2 separate regions of the Mus musculus genome follow, and region 2 is linked to region 1. The links are chromatin contacts, called in public promoter capture Hi-C maps. All regions are on one chromosome and are shown on one strand. The core of a region is the stretch at or near the end of the contact, and the rest is flanking DNA. Distances in the headings are between cores, read along the strand shown.

Region 1 (2,692 bases), core at 144-2,643:
ACAGGGAAGTGCTGGGGACACAGATTAAGTGATGGGCACTGCTCGATGTGAATTCAGCCAGCCAACAGTGACTGTCTGGCTTGGTATCCTGGGTCAGAGCGAGTTCGAGGCGTTCAAGGCCTATGGAAGTGTACTTGGCTCCATGTGCATCTCCTTTGTCAAGGGAGGGTCTCCTCGCGCCGTCCCAGTCGCGGCACGCGTAGAGGCGGTTAGCAGGGGCGCTCGGGGTGGGGGTGGGGGTGCTCCTGGCCTCGCCAGCTACAGGTTCTCCTTCCCAGTCTGAGTGCGGAGGCTCCGCAGCCGACAGGGAGGAAATGACGGCGGTGGGCCCCACGTCCGGCTCGCCATTTTCTCGGTATCAAACCAGGAAGCCCCCGGCTCGCCCCTTTGTCCGCCGGCCCGGCCCTACCTTGAAGCCCTCCACCGCCTCCTCCAGGGGCAGCACGCTGTGGCCGCGGTGCTCGCGCGAGCGGTCGCACACCACGCAGATGGGCATCTGGTCCTGCTCGCAGTACAGCTTCAGAGGCTCCCGGTGCTTCTCGCACACGCCCATCTCGCCGCCGGGCCCCGACGGCCGCTCGGTGCGCAGCTGCTTCACCAGCTGGGTCACGTTGGCCAGGTGCCGGTTGGGTCGCATGTGGCGCTGCGGGAAGGTCTCCCGGCACTGCGGACACGACACGTTAGTCTCCGCGGCACCCCAGCAGCGGGCCAGGCACGCGCAACAGATGTTGTGGCCGCAGTCGAGCATCATAGGCTCCACGAAGTACTGAAGGCACACGGGGCAGGTGGTCTCCTGCTGCAGGCACTCGGCCACGCTCCCGGAGGCCATGGCGCGGGCCGGCTGGGCCGCAGGGCATGAGCCCGGAGCCGAGCTCTGTCGGAGCTCAGCGCGCTCGCTCCGCTTCTCGGCTCCGGAGCGGGGCGGGGCCTCCGGCGCGGGGATCGCAGACGCGCGCGGAGCTCTCGGGCGGCCAGACCCGTCCCCGCACAGCTGCTCCTCACCGACAGCACGGGGAGGAGGCCTGGGCCCCGGAGCCCGGCTGAGAGCCGAGCCGAGGGGAGTCGGGAACCGGGCGCCGCGGGCTGGCTCACCGGGCAACGTGGCCGCGTCGGAAGGGGTCCCGCGGCCGCGCAGACTCCTCAGGGCCGAGCGGAAGAGGTGGGCCGGGGGCGGGGCCTGGCTTCCCGCGCCGCTCTGCTCTCTCGGGGCGGGAAAGCGGGTTTCCTCTGCACAGTCCTGGGTCCCCGGCACCCAGCCCGGGAGTCGGTCGTGGCTGTCGCGTGCAGTGGGAGCAGAGTGTCCCCTGGCAGTGGCGTCGGGTCACTCCAAGCGTCTGTGGGCCCGTAGTCTTCTGCTGAGTTTCCTCTTAGTGGCTAGGCCTCGGCTCCTTTAAAAGTAAGATGGCTTTGCATAAATGCCGGAAAGCTGGGCGGGGAGACCAGCTAGGCCCCTCCCAGTGTGACACACCCAGCTCCAGGCGTTAACAATCGCTAGAAAAGGGTTTAATCATCAGCAACTTTTCTCAGGGGCAGAAACGGAGAAGCCCAGTTCTATCTCCACCCTAAAGTAAATCGGTTTATCGTTCCGAGCCTCATTTTCTTCTCGTGTGAAATGGGGACCGATCGAATCCCGACCAGAGTGCTGACCAGACCATGAAGTCCTCCCCCATCTCCCTAGCTCTACCGTTACTAGGGAGCCACCCCACCGAGAGCCCGCTTGTGAGTCCCTAACTTCTTCTCAGGCTCCTCAGGTGCCCAGTGTCTCACTTCCTCAAGTGAGTAGCCAGACCCGACGTGTCAAAGGGCTGCCTGGCGACACACTTCTCTCTCGTCTTCCCTGCCACCTGCTGAGGAACCTACGTGGCTGTGGGTTCCTATGAGACCCTCGAAGAAACAACCCGGATTCTGCCACGTGGGCCTCATTCTCAGAACACTCCCCCACCCCCACCCCCACCCCCACCCCTCACCTCCAGCCTGGGCCCTGCGGCGCTGGGGCCAAAAATTCTGATTGTCCACTGTAGTGTTGTCCTTCTGCCCATGACGTTAATAACTCTTCTAATAAGTTCTTACTCCCAGCAATCTAGTTCAGTGCCCTCCTTGAGCTCCCATACCCTATTGCTTTCAGGAATTTTCCCCATCAAGGAGTTACACCTTTTTAAACAAACAAACAAACAAACAAACAAACCACAGCTTGAGCATAAAGATCTTTATCCGCTAGTTTAAATGAAGCACCCAGTACATCGAATGACATTGAGTAGAACCTAAAACTTGCTTGTTTCTGCCCAATCGAGAGTCCTGTGATGACCGGAGGAGGTCTTGTAGCCTGGTTTCTTATCACAGAATAGGTTTTCAGTTCTGTGCGCTGTCACTTATGCCATGGCCTTTCCTACTCTCCTTTGGGATTGACTCCGTGCCTGCCCTTGTGTTTGAGCAACAGGGAATTTCTGTATCCAGGCCATCACTTCACTGGATTCTGCTTGATTCTTCCCTATGGGACAAGAAATCCGAGGTACTTAACAAGTCTCGCTCATCCAAACCTCCATTCTCCCCACCTGCTCTTTGAAACTCCAGGCTCAAAACAACTCAGCACACTTCCAGTAAATGGTAGAATATTTGTCCTAGGCTACACTGTAGTCTACTCTGCTACAAAACTGAAGTTGAAAGGAATTGAAAGTGCCAGTCTTACTCCAGA
Region 2 (2,692 bases), core at 141-2,640, 3.7 Mb before region 1:
CTTGTGCCAAACTAATCAAACTTGAAACAAACCTGTCTCAAAAGAAAAACTATCGTTCTTTGGCAAGAGGAGAGCAGATAAACTATGCAGAAACAAGGAGACTTACAGGTTACCATTCTTCAGGAGAAAATCTCTACCTCTGTTTTTTTTCTAATCTTCAGTTTACATATCACCAATATTTCAGGTCAGTAAGTGTATTTCAGTAGCCAGGGTTTCACAAACCTTTAATCCCAGTACTGGGCCAATGGAAGGCAAGCCTTGACCACAAAGGAGTTCCAAGTCAGCCTGGACATATATGGCTCAAATAAAAAGTTCGGGTAGGGAGTGCTGGAATCAGATGCAATGCTAGCAAAAGGGAGGCTGGAAGAGAGCTGGAGGTCAGGATTATTGCAAGCCTCTGTCTCGAAAAAGAACAAATAACGGTAACATTAAACAAAAATTCCATCCCAGTGTGGTGGTGGGCACTCTAAATCCAGCCCATTCGATTCTGAGGCAGGTAGATCTGTGTTTGAGGCCAACCTAGTCTACACACCAAGCTCAGGCCAGCCAGGGATAAAGGGTGAGGTTCTGCCTCAAAATACATAAAATAATCTTCAGGTTTAAGAAATAAGATAAAATAAAATAAAATAAATCACGTTGGAAGCCAGTTCTAGTATGTGCCTTCAACGTGCCAGCACTGAGAGGGCAGAAGCAAGCTGATCTGAGTTCGAGGCCAGCTTGGTTCAAATAACGACGAGTTCCAGGCCAGCCAAGCGCTACACAGTGAGACTCGTCCCAAAACAACAAAGACAAGTCCCGCTGGGAAGTGACCCTGCATCCTCGGAAGCATTCCCTGAGATTTCCAGCTCTGGGGCGCCGGCCGCCCTTTTCCAGGTCCCGGTCCTCGGACGCCCAAGCCCAGCAGGCGGTCCCTCCCCGCCCTCGGCGAGCAGCCCGCGACCCCCGTCGCTTACTAGGCCTCGGACTTGAAGGACGTGGGAGGCTGGCGCGGCCACCCTTGGTCGTTCTCTGGCAGCTCGAAGTAGGCGCTCAGGGCTTTCTGAAAAGCAAAGGCACAAGGCTGCAGGGCGCGCCCCGCCTCCCGGGGGAGAGCGGCGGAAGCGAGAGACGCGAACTGACCTGCGTCTGCCAGTCGTTCTCCCGCAGGACGCTGGGGACCATCGTGGGGTCGCATCCCCCCACCAACGCAAAGCCCAGGCACTGAAGCCGCCGCCTCTTCACCCGGTCCTCCTCCGCCTGTGCTGCTTCGGGCGCCGACGCCGCCCGCCCTGCCGGCCCTGCGGGCTCCGCCGCATCGGAACTGCTGCCAGACGCCATCGCCGCAGGGTCCCCTCAAAACACCCGCTCTTCACGCTGCTTCCCGCGCGACTGATCGCGAACGCCGGAACCTGCGCAGGCGCGCAGCGTGCAAGCGCGTCCGCGTCAACCTTCCGGCAAGAAGACCGCCCTCTCTGGTCCCCGTCCGCGGCCAGCGAGGCGCAGATGGGGAGGGGGAGGGGGAGGGGAGGGGAAGGAGGGGCCGAGGAGGCCTGAAGGTTGCGCGTGCGCGCTGGGGCGCTAAAGAGTGAAGGTAACCCGTGATCATCTAGGACCAGGGCGACCGGGGCGCGCGATCCTTTCTCCCGAGCACGACGCGACAGCGGCCGGGCTTGCAGACTTGACCTTCCACACCCTTGTCCTCTCACAAACGTCTCTTCCAGAGTTCATTCTCGCAGAGCCCAGACTCTTGCTTTGCGTCCACGATGAGCAGCATGACCCAGAACCTACGAGAAGTAATGAAGGTTATGTTCAAAGTTCCCGGTTTTGATAGAGTTTTGGAAAAGGTATATTTATTGTAGGCGAAGTATCTGGTGAAGGGGACGAACCTAGTAAAACACCTTAGTGGCCTCGCAAACGCAGGGGAAGTGCGTGGCGTGGATTCTCATCGAAACGTAAATAAGCATGTTTGGTTTTTTGTTTTTTGTTTTTTTTTTAACCAGCAAACTGTTGGAGTGTGTGGAGAAAAAATGTCAGCGTACCATTTAAGGGACGCTGGAGCCTGCAGGGCTAGTATATAGGAATTGTTTCTTAAGAGTCAAGGAGGTTTGAGGTACGGAAGTGAATGCGAGAACCACCTGTACGTGTGTTGTATTTCTTGCTTTTGAGACTAGGTCTTTGTAACTAGGTCTATGTAACTATGTAACGTTTGTTGGCTGAGAACCCTTGTAGTCCAGGCTGGCCTGGGAGTCTACAGAGTTAACCAGGACCAGTGCCTGCACCCTGCCATTCCACATGAACTAACGTAGACTACTGTTTTCCAGACTTTATAGACATTGTGTTCTATAGGAAGCAATCCTTAATAAATATCCGTAGCAGAAGTCCAGTGCGTGGTATTGTCAGAGTAGAAAGACACTTAACCTTAGAACTTGCTGCAGACTTTTTAATAAATGTTTTAATGCACGCATGTCTATTTTTCTGATTAAGAAAAAATACTTGGAAATTTAAAAAGAATTTGGGCATGAAATATAAATTTTGGTCAACAACAGGCATTTGAAATCTTTTTCCTGAACACGCCCCCTCTTAGAATTTTTTAACTATGTTCATAAAGTGTCAAAAAAATAGGAAATAACCCTTAGGTAAATATATTTAATGTTTTCCAATAGGAAATATTTCAAAACTAAGGACAGCATTTGACAGTGACTTTTAGAAAGAT

What was found. Promoter capture Hi-C pulls out the DNA fragments that hold promoters and counts their contacts.
Region 2: a promoter capture Hi-C map of pre-B cells shows a contact between it and region 1, with 4 times the contacts expected there. The contact joins the promoter of Tdp2 here to the promoter of Trim27 in region 1.

Annotation. Positions count from the first base shown.
Region 1 is chr13:21,178,632-21,181,323 of GRCm38.p6, reverse strand. It overlaps Trim27 (tripartite motif-containing 27), which reads right to left and starts at 1,393. Exons shown (of 8, transcript NM_009054.3): 1 at 410-1,393. The coding sequence starts at 829.
Region 2 is chr13:24,830,357-24,833,048 of GRCm38.p6, reverse strand. Tdp2 (tyrosyl-DNA phosphodiesterase 2) reads right to left here and starts at 1,390. Exons shown (of 7, transcript NM_019551.2): 1 at 1,120-1,390; 2 at 954-1,039. The coding sequence starts at 1,317. It overlaps Acot13 (acyl-CoA thioesterase 13), which reads left to right and starts at 1,560. Exons shown (of 3, transcript NM_025790.2): 1 at 1,560-1,823. The coding sequence starts at 1,743.